Linked DNA regions of Mus musculus: all the other regions are linked to region 1. The links are chromatin contacts, called in public Hi-C and HiChIP or PLAC-seq maps. All regions are on one chromosome and are shown on one strand. Each heading gives the region's core, a stretch centred on a gene start, on an enhancer-like site or on the middle of the called end of the contact. The rest is flanking DNA. Distances are from core to core; before and after follow the strand shown. Region 1 has its middle 9.2 kb from the start of Gm34777. Region 2 overlaps Gm20110 (predicted gene, 20110). Region 3 has its middle 33 kb from the start of Gm20110.

The links. A called contact is a pair of places that touch in the nucleus more often than the background predicts. HiChIP or PLAC-seq counts read pairs in DNA pulled down with a chosen protein or histone mark.
Region 2: a Hi-C map of bone marrow-derived macrophages shows a contact between it and region 1, with 18 read pairs. The contact joins two enhancer-like sites. A contact is called at or near these places in 11 of 39 promoter capture datasets (the 3T3-L1 cell line, 3T3-L1-derived adipocytes, the C10 cell line and 7 more), 1 of 484 Hi-C or Micro-C datasets (bone marrow-derived macrophages) and 9 of 115 datasets of contacts at active chromatin or transcription factors (bone marrow-derived macrophages, craniofacial prominence, double positive thymocytes and 5 more).
Region 3: an H3K27ac HiChIP or PLAC-seq map of double positive thymocytes shows a contact between it and region 1, with 5 times the contacts expected there. The contact joins two enhancer-like sites. A contact is called at or near these places in 19 of 39 promoter capture datasets (the 3T3-L1 cell line, 3T3-L1-derived adipocytes, the C10 cell line and 13 more), 2 of 15 datasets of contacts at CTCF or cohesin (CD8 T cells and large pre-B cells), 13 of 484 Hi-C or Micro-C datasets (B cells, beige adipocytes, bladder smooth muscle and 10 more) and 10 of 115 datasets of contacts at active chromatin or transcription factors (T-cell acute lymphoblastic leukemia, bone marrow-derived macrophages, double positive thymocytes and 7 more).

What each region holds. Positions count from the first base shown.
Region 1 is chr10:99,240,937-99,243,623 of GRCm38.p6, reverse strand. No RefSeq gene overlaps it. Among named protein-coding and RNA genes, the nearest start is that of Gm34777, 9.2 kb to the right of the region's middle. Within about 2 kb of position 1,328, at least 147 of the 459 cell types and tissues checked have an H3K27ac peak or open chromatin away from gene starts, as enhancers often do. A contact at or near this core is called in bone marrow-derived macrophages and double positive thymocytes, where this site is marked.
Region 2 is chr10:99,618,331-99,621,017 of GRCm38.p6, reverse strand. All of the region lies in intron 1 of Gm20110 (predicted gene, 20110), which reads right to left. Among named protein-coding and RNA genes, the nearest start is that of Gm20110, 11 kb to the right of the region's middle. Within about 2 kb of position 1,372, at least 5 of the 459 cell types and tissues checked have an H3K27ac peak or open chromatin away from gene starts, as enhancers often do. A contact at or near this core is called in bone marrow-derived macrophages, where this site is marked.
Region 3 is chr10:99,574,467-99,577,153 of GRCm38.p6, reverse strand. No RefSeq gene overlaps it. Among named protein-coding and RNA genes, the nearest start is that of Gm20110, 33 kb to the left of the region's middle. Within about 2 kb of position 1,308, at least 20 of the 459 cell types and tissues checked have an H3K27ac peak or open chromatin away from gene starts, as enhancers often do. A contact at or near this core is called in double positive thymocytes, where this site is marked.

The DNA of each region.
Region 1 (2,687 bases), core at 79-2,578:
GGGCATGAATGTGTACATGTGGAGGCCGAGGGTAGATGTCATGTAGTTTATTCCTCTCCACCTTGTTTTTGAGACTAAGTTTCTCACTGTACTTGAAGCTCATCTATTTGGCAAGACCAGCCAGCCAGCAAGGCCCAGGGGTGCCCCTGTCTCTGCTGATACATTTCTGGGACACAGATGCACTTTGCTATTCCTGTTTTTTGTTTTTTGTTTTTAATGTGGGTGCTTGGACCCACACTGAGAAGTTCACGCATATACAGCAAGCCATCTCCTCGGTCCCTTAAGAGTGTCTTTTAAGCTGTCCATTAGTCAAATAAGTTTTAAACCACAGCACTTGGTTTCCAAGTCACGAATAATAGCTTGTGCTAAGACATATCCCAAACTCTAGAAACGCATTTTATCAAAATACCTATCACCTTAAGGAGAACAGGACAAAAACACTTCTGCATACCTGTGTGCTGTGATATTCGTCTGGAGGCCAGATGGTAATGGCAGAAATAGAGAGAAAGCAGTCAAGACACTCGTTAAATGAGTACATCCATGTAGAAGTAAAATAATTACGGCCTTTTCTCTAGCGTATATGTGAATGGCATCTGGGAATTTAAATGAAAGAAAGAAAGGGCAAAATGAAGCCTTCTGAGACAGGATCTTTCCAACTCTCCGCTGCTGTGAGCTCTCGAAATTTAGTCCAGCTATTCAAACAAAATGACTCCGGTTGCCTGCGTGCGTACATTGGGGAGCTAACTCTAGTGTGCTTTCTGGTCAGTACTTGTGCGCCAGCATGCAGAACTTTTGTCTTCCTGTTCTTTCCACATACAGACCACCACAAGCTCCCGGTGGAACAAAGTGGGATTTTCTGCTTAACCTAGACTTTCCCCTGAAAGCCCAGTCCAGCTTTTCTAGAAGCATCTGCCAGTCCCCTAGAAGGTCAGGGAGCTGGCACGTCAACACATGAGAAATACCCACACACTTACTTCATATCCTGCAGGAGAAAAAAAAAAAAGATGGCATGAGAAATTTTGTTTCCACTCATTGAAGTAGTTTATCACCTTATGTCTAGTCTAGAAGGTCTGTGGTCAAAACTTCAAGGACAGGATAATAGTCCAACCTGGGCTTGAGCCTAGGGTTAGGATACCTACAATGAATCCTGGCGGATGTGGATTTACATGTTAGTACCTGAAAGCAGATGCAGCCCCCATCCTGGAATGAATATATGCTTCCAAGGGACTTGTTTCCAGAGCGTGGCGGGAGGAACAACAGAGACAGCTCTGTGCCCACACGCTCAGCCATCTGCTGTTCCAACCACACTCCTTCCCCCTCCCCCCCCCCCCCACTTCCTGCACATGATTCATCTTTGCTTTTCTGCCTTCTTCAAAGATAACTGTGTAGGCACTGAAGGAGGGGAAAGTCATTAAGAAAAGTGGAATCTGGAGTTATGAGGATGAGGTAGGGCAGATTAAACAGTCTGGAATTTCACAAAGCAAACAGTGTGGGGTGCAGACAGGATTCTTGTCTCGCTTCGCGGGCGCATCATTTCAACAGGTCGCATCCCTTTCGAACAGGTCCCACAAGACGGGTACACAAGTTGCTAAAGAACCAAAGAGGAATAAACAACGGAAGTCGAGAGAGGGATTCTGGGTAGTCCAACTAGAACTGCCATACACTTCTATCGCCACCCTGACAGCATCTGGCTGACAGCCGCTGGTTGCTCTTATAGCAGGCTATGGGATCTTTATGGCCTTTTCCAGACAGCAGGTAAAAGAGCTACCATGAAAATCATGCTTTTAAAAGCCAGAGAAGGTGATTGTAACAATATCCCTGACACCAGGGAGCACTGAGGGCAATATGTGGTGTGGGAAGTGTGCAAGTCGGCCTGTGCCTGGGTACTTGGGGATATACGAAACTACACCAAAACTGGAGCTACGTGGGCCTCAGTTCAAATCCCTATTCTGCTTCTAGCCTCTAAAACATCAAATTGATAAATCTCTGAGGGTCTCACTAGTCTCGCGGTGAGGGGGTGTGGGGCGGGGGGAGATTGTGAGATAAAAGGACAAAAGGAGATAATGTATGTAACATACTTATGTGGTCCTGAGACTGGAAGCTAGGTAGTGAGTGGGTGAACAGGAAATGCCACTGTTTGCAGGGCTAGAAATACACGCCTCCTCTCTCTCTCTCTCTCTCTCTCTCTCTCTCTCTCTCTCTCTCTCTCTCTCTCTCTCTCTCTCATTCTCATATCTTGTCATTTCATTCAGTTTCTACTGTGTTCCACATCCTAAGGCTAACAGGGTAAATTACTTCAAGCATTAGAATTTTTTGTACAGTGGTTCTCAAGCTTCCTAATGCTGCAGCCCTTTAGTACAGCGCCTCATGTTGTGGTGACCCCCAACCATAAAGTTATTTTCCTTGATACTTCATAACTGTAATTTGCTATTGTTATGAGTCATGATGTAAATATCTGATAAGCAGGATATTTGACCCCTGTGAAAGGGTCATTAGAATTTACTCCCCCCACCAAAAGGTCACAATGCCCATGTGAGAACCCGTTGATCTAGTGCCTTCTAGGGTGATAGGGGAAAGGTAAACGTGTGGAACCTTTCATTAGGACCACACAGATCACAATGTTCTTATTAATTGAGATAGGTGAAGAAAGGAAAAGACACAGAAGCCTTGTAACCCCTCCCCAACCA
Region 2 (2,687 bases), core at 123-2,622, 380 kb before region 1:
AAAATAAATAAATCTTTTTTAAAGAGAGAGAGAGAGAGAACTAGTAGAGTCAATTATTAATCGTTTACAACAGGCACCAGTCAACCAAAGAGGATGTGTTAAAAACCCATTTGGAAACCACTTACTTTGCAAGCTAACTAAGATACACATAATATTTAAAAGCAATTTGAACCGAGGTACATGGGTAGACAATGCTTCCCCCAGAAGACAGGAAGAATTATTAAATAAAAACCACAGTGTCAAGCATTGGGTACCTCCCTTTGAGTTATTGGTCAAGGGGGTTCCAGAGGCCCACAAAACAACACAGCCTGTCCTCATCGCCCTTGGCTGCCCGCCCGAAGGAAATGGCAAGGCCCTATTGCATGAGCTGCAGCACACTTTGGTTGCAAAGACGTAGAGAAATAAAACTGGAACTAACGTGGAAACCTCCTCTCTCGTGGCTAGATTGCATAGTGCCAGAAGATGCTATGTACCCTGGTTGGAAAGAAAAGTGACCAATGGTATATTACTCAGTAGAGGACAGTGCATGCTACAATACCAATGAGCCAAGCTAGACTTGCCCACTGATCCAGGAAGTGGCACAAAGGTTACGGGAACATCTGCATTCTGATTGGATTTGAGGTCTGCTACGCAGGAGTTCTCTCCTGCCTACTACTGCAAACCTGGCCAAAAGCTCATGGTTCAGGAGGCCATAGGCCCTAGGGGAGAACTACCCTTCACTTGCTACAGGGACCCATCGTCAAACTGCCTCCCGGGTGTTTATTTATATATACACACGGGCTAGCGGTGCTCTGAATATCCAAATAGTGCAGTGGTTCATAGCTAATATGGAAACTCATAACTGGCCAAGGTTCTGAGATAAAAGATTATTGAATGTTTTCCCCTAAAAGGGATGACTATGTCATCTTTTGTCCAAGGTTCAGAGAATGTTGCCTATGCGGGAGGGGAATTTAAGAATCATAGGATGACGCGGATGCTGTGACGTGCTCTCTTCTGGACGTGACACCTGGTTACCCACACAAGACTTCTACAAGATATTGCCTCTGAGATCACTCAGCATCCCAGCACGCAGTACGAGGGTTACAAAACAAATTGGAGAGGCCATGAAGGGGTCGGATGTGCTGGGGGGAGGGGGTACCTGGGGTGTGAGAGGGGGAAGCATATGATAAAAATACAGTTTCCATGTATAAAATATATTCTAGTAAAATTTTCCTCTCAAACTAAAATTTAAAGTCAGATCTAAAGGATTCTCATTCGTTCCTACTCTCAGCTCCGGATTGGTCAAAGCTTGCTAGAATGGGGAATTTTCCTCTCAGGCAGGATGGTGATTGTGAGTGGTTGAGATGGTCACACAGTAAATGCCTTAGCGCTCTATCGCCGACAGATGGCGCTCTAGCCTTAGTGGTCAAAGACAGCCCAGGCTATTCCCTCCCTGAAAGTTCCGTTTCTGTTAATAAAAAAAGAATAAACACAGACACGGGTCACTGGACTGTTGTAAGCAGCGAGAACAATTGAAGAATTCTATTTAATTCCCCATGGAAATTACTCTCAATACAATTTTAAAGTGAATAAAAACTCAGTAGCTCTTGGAGCCGAATTCACATGTGACATTATTTTGACTGGGGAGGCAAAAACACGAACACTTTTAAGTAGCAATTTTAAAAAGAAGAAAAATTGGACGCTCTGAACAAAGAAGAAAAGATGTAAACCGGGGAGCAGGGGACATCAATTACAGGCATTAAGCGTTCTAAATGAGACCTCGTCATTTGCAGGCTCTGCGTCTTCTGCCAGCTCTCCAGTCTCCTGGAATCTCTGCGAGTTGGTGTCAGTGGTACTGGACTTGCCTAGGAAAGTGGTTGTGATGAGAATTACGTATTTATCACATACGTTACAAATCATTTAGAATGCAGCCGGTACTTAGTAAAAGAAGATCTCTTACTCAGTGCCTGAGAAAACACAAACATGTCCTTCAGCTTCTCCGCCTTGGATTCGTTCGTAATCACAATCAAATCGAACGCACAGGTCCTTGTAAATTTTCGGAGTCAATGGAAAGTTGTAAATGTTTATGTGTTGTGTCAGCCAAACTTTGAAGAGATGTCATATTGATATGACAGGAAATTTATATGTTTTTAAGTGTGGGGGAGAACAGATTGCATACTACTGCTGTAGCAAAGCCCCAACATTGTTTAAAGTAATCTATTGCTGGCAAGATATAAACCGAAAAGATAATGCTAATTATTTCTGAGCCATGAAGCCTTAGCTAGTTTTAGTCTGCTTAGTACATCTTTAATACTTTTACTAAAATGGGTGTACATTTCTACCCACATAAAAACCTTGTTCAATGCAGTGCTGTAAAGCAGACACGCCATGTGTATCATTACCACTGTACAGCCTCCTCTTTACGGAGGAGCCCCTCCTAGGAGTCAGGCATGGCTTAGAATTCTTAGGGGGGTGGGAAATGGGGGAGAGGGATGAGGGGATGGGATGGGGTAGGGACAGGAGGGGGGACAAGAGGGAAGGGAGCCCAGCCAGTGTCAACAAGATGCTCAAACAAGTATTAAAATGGAGAAAATTGACTCTGTCTCATCAAGTGGGATTATGTCAAATACTTCACAAATACATATCAGTTTCACTAACCATACCAGTGGGAAAGACTTCTGTCATTTGATATATCAATCTGTAATTAA
Region 3 (2,687 bases), core at 59-2,558, 330 kb before region 1:
TTAACTTTAATAACATATTATGAATGTGCTGGTAAAATACTTTCTTTTATAGAGATTTGATTCTACTGTGGGATAATTTGTAGCAAATCAGTTCATGGAATTACATCTACCAGGATATAACCTATCAAAAAGTGAGTATGCACAGAAACTTTACAGTGAACTCCAAACTGGAAAAAAAATAGCATAATTTTGGTATTGAACCAAACTCAACCCAAGAGTCAGTTCTAATATTCCTTATCATGCATACTACAGTAGAGTGGAACTAACAAGAGCGTTATATTACCGGCCTTTGATAATGTAAGATATACATAGATATATCTCTCTCTTATGATTTAAATTTAACAACTGTGGAGATGAACATTATATAAGTCATCTTTAAGGTTGGTCCTGCGACACACACACACACACACACACACACACACACACCATGATTATGACTAATGAGAGTGAAAAATCTCTATCCAAAAACCACTTCAACTTTCCCTAACCTGTATCCACACGCACACATAGAAGTATAAACAAACAAAAAGCTGTTTGGCAAGTGTTTTGGCTTGGATCTGAGTGACGCTGTCAATTCCAGTAAATAAGAAATCCGTGACTCAGAAAGGTTGAAGCATTGTATCAGAAAACCTAGACTTTGGGAGACTGGAGAGAGGCCAATTACCCAAGTCTGATCACGTGCTACGTGGAGGTGAAAGTGGTCTCTGCCAGGTCATTGTCTTGAAGCTCTGGGAAAAATGTATTTTATGTCCTGTATCTCAACTAAGGAAGAGTTGTAAACATTGTAGTCTATGAGTGGACAGAATAGCAGTTACAGCAGTTCCTGGCATGTATTAGCCTGCTAAATATTACTCATAATTATCATATCATTTTAAAGGTAAGCCAATCCAAAGATTCTTTTGTTTTACACTAGATGTGATTTTTCTTTCTAAAGCATTAAAGCACAGTATTTCTAAAAAGAAAGAAAGAAAGAAAGAAAGAAAGAAAGAAAGAAAGAAAGAAAGAAAGAAAGGAAAGAAGGGAGGGAGGGAGGGAGGGAGGGAGGGAGGAAGGAAGGAAGGAAGGAAGGAAGGAAGGAAGGAAGGAAGGAAGGAAGGAAGGAAGGAAGGGGAAAAAAAGAAAAACAATGGACTGAACGTACTGGACTCTATGGGTGTTAAGAGACTTGGGGAATTTGGCTCAATTTCAAAGCTGTCCCAAGACAATCATCATAACCGGGCCACCATCACTCTTCTGCCTTGCTTGTGCCTCCGGATATACCCTCTCCCCCCACCTCCTTTTTATGTAAACAACAGGTGCAAAGACTGGAGGGAGGAGAGAATATTCTTTTTTTCTTTCTTTCTTTTTTTCTGTCTAGCCACCAACACTGGGGTCAGAGTAAGGAGAATCACAACATGCAACAAAGGAAAGACACTTGAAGCCATTGAGAAGCTTCTTCTGGGAAGCTCAGAGCTCATTCAAGATTTGACCGCTTTTGCCAGATTACAAGAAGTTCCACTGGACGCGGAATAATAACTGGTTACTTTTAATTTGTGAGAAGATTGAAGGTCAAAGAAAGTGAAGGATCTAAGCACAGGAGTAACAGAGCAAATAAACCCAGATGGAAATTCTCGTCTTCATGTCAGCTCTGCAACAAACGGTTAATGCCTTGATGTGTTGCCATGGAAACAAGACCCCTATGTCAGGTTGACATTGATTCTAGCAATGGAGAAAGTGCCTTGCATTCTCTTCAACCTTGATTGTATTTCATTCAGAAAAAAAAAAATCTTCATTTTAAGAGATCAGCCCCATATCCTACGAGGACCAAAATACCAATACGGGCAATATGGTAATGTGAAATTCCATTACTGAAAATTTGCAAATTCATTTGTATCACATCTTATTTAATATGGCTTAAAAATGAAAAATTAAAGCCAGGCATGATGGGGCACCCCCTTAACCCCAGCACTCAGGAGACAGAGGAAAGTGGATCTCTTGAGATCATAGTAACAAGAGCTACACAGCAACACCCTGAATCAAAACAAAGAACAAAAGTAAGAATTAAAATATATATAACAAAAAGCAGGAACTACAAAGTCTTCACTAACATTATGCCCTTAGAATTTCCTTCCCTTAAAATATAGCTCAGAAGGGGTCTCTCTAGTGAAGAATTGATGAATAAATGTGTCTTTGCCACATTTAAAAAAAAAAAGGCTGTGAAATGATCAGACTAACAAAACAGGCTAGGCTTGAATGCTGGCCCTGTATCCTTAATCTATGGCCCTAATTCTGGGGATGGAGATACAGATCAGTGACTCAAACCATGCTTAGTATACACAAGGACCTAGATTTAACCCTTGGAACATTTGAACCTAAGTGAATCTATAGTTTCCTATGCCTCCATTTCTCACTGGTAACATAAAGACAATAGGACTTCCTACCTAGTAGGATATTCATGAAGATTAAGTAAGCTAAAACACAGAAATCGCTCTGAGTCTTGGACTCTCCACACTTTAGCTGTCCAAGTCTTTGTTGTAAAGCCAATTACTTTAGAATAGTTATAATTACTTGAAAACTCAAAGAACACCTAATATTGTTTTTAGATGCCCTGTAATTTAAGTAGGTTTGTTTTTTTCCTCCTTTCTGTTTTCTTTTGGGGTGGGAGAAGGGAAAACCTTAAACATAGCTCTGCAAGCACAAAAAGAACA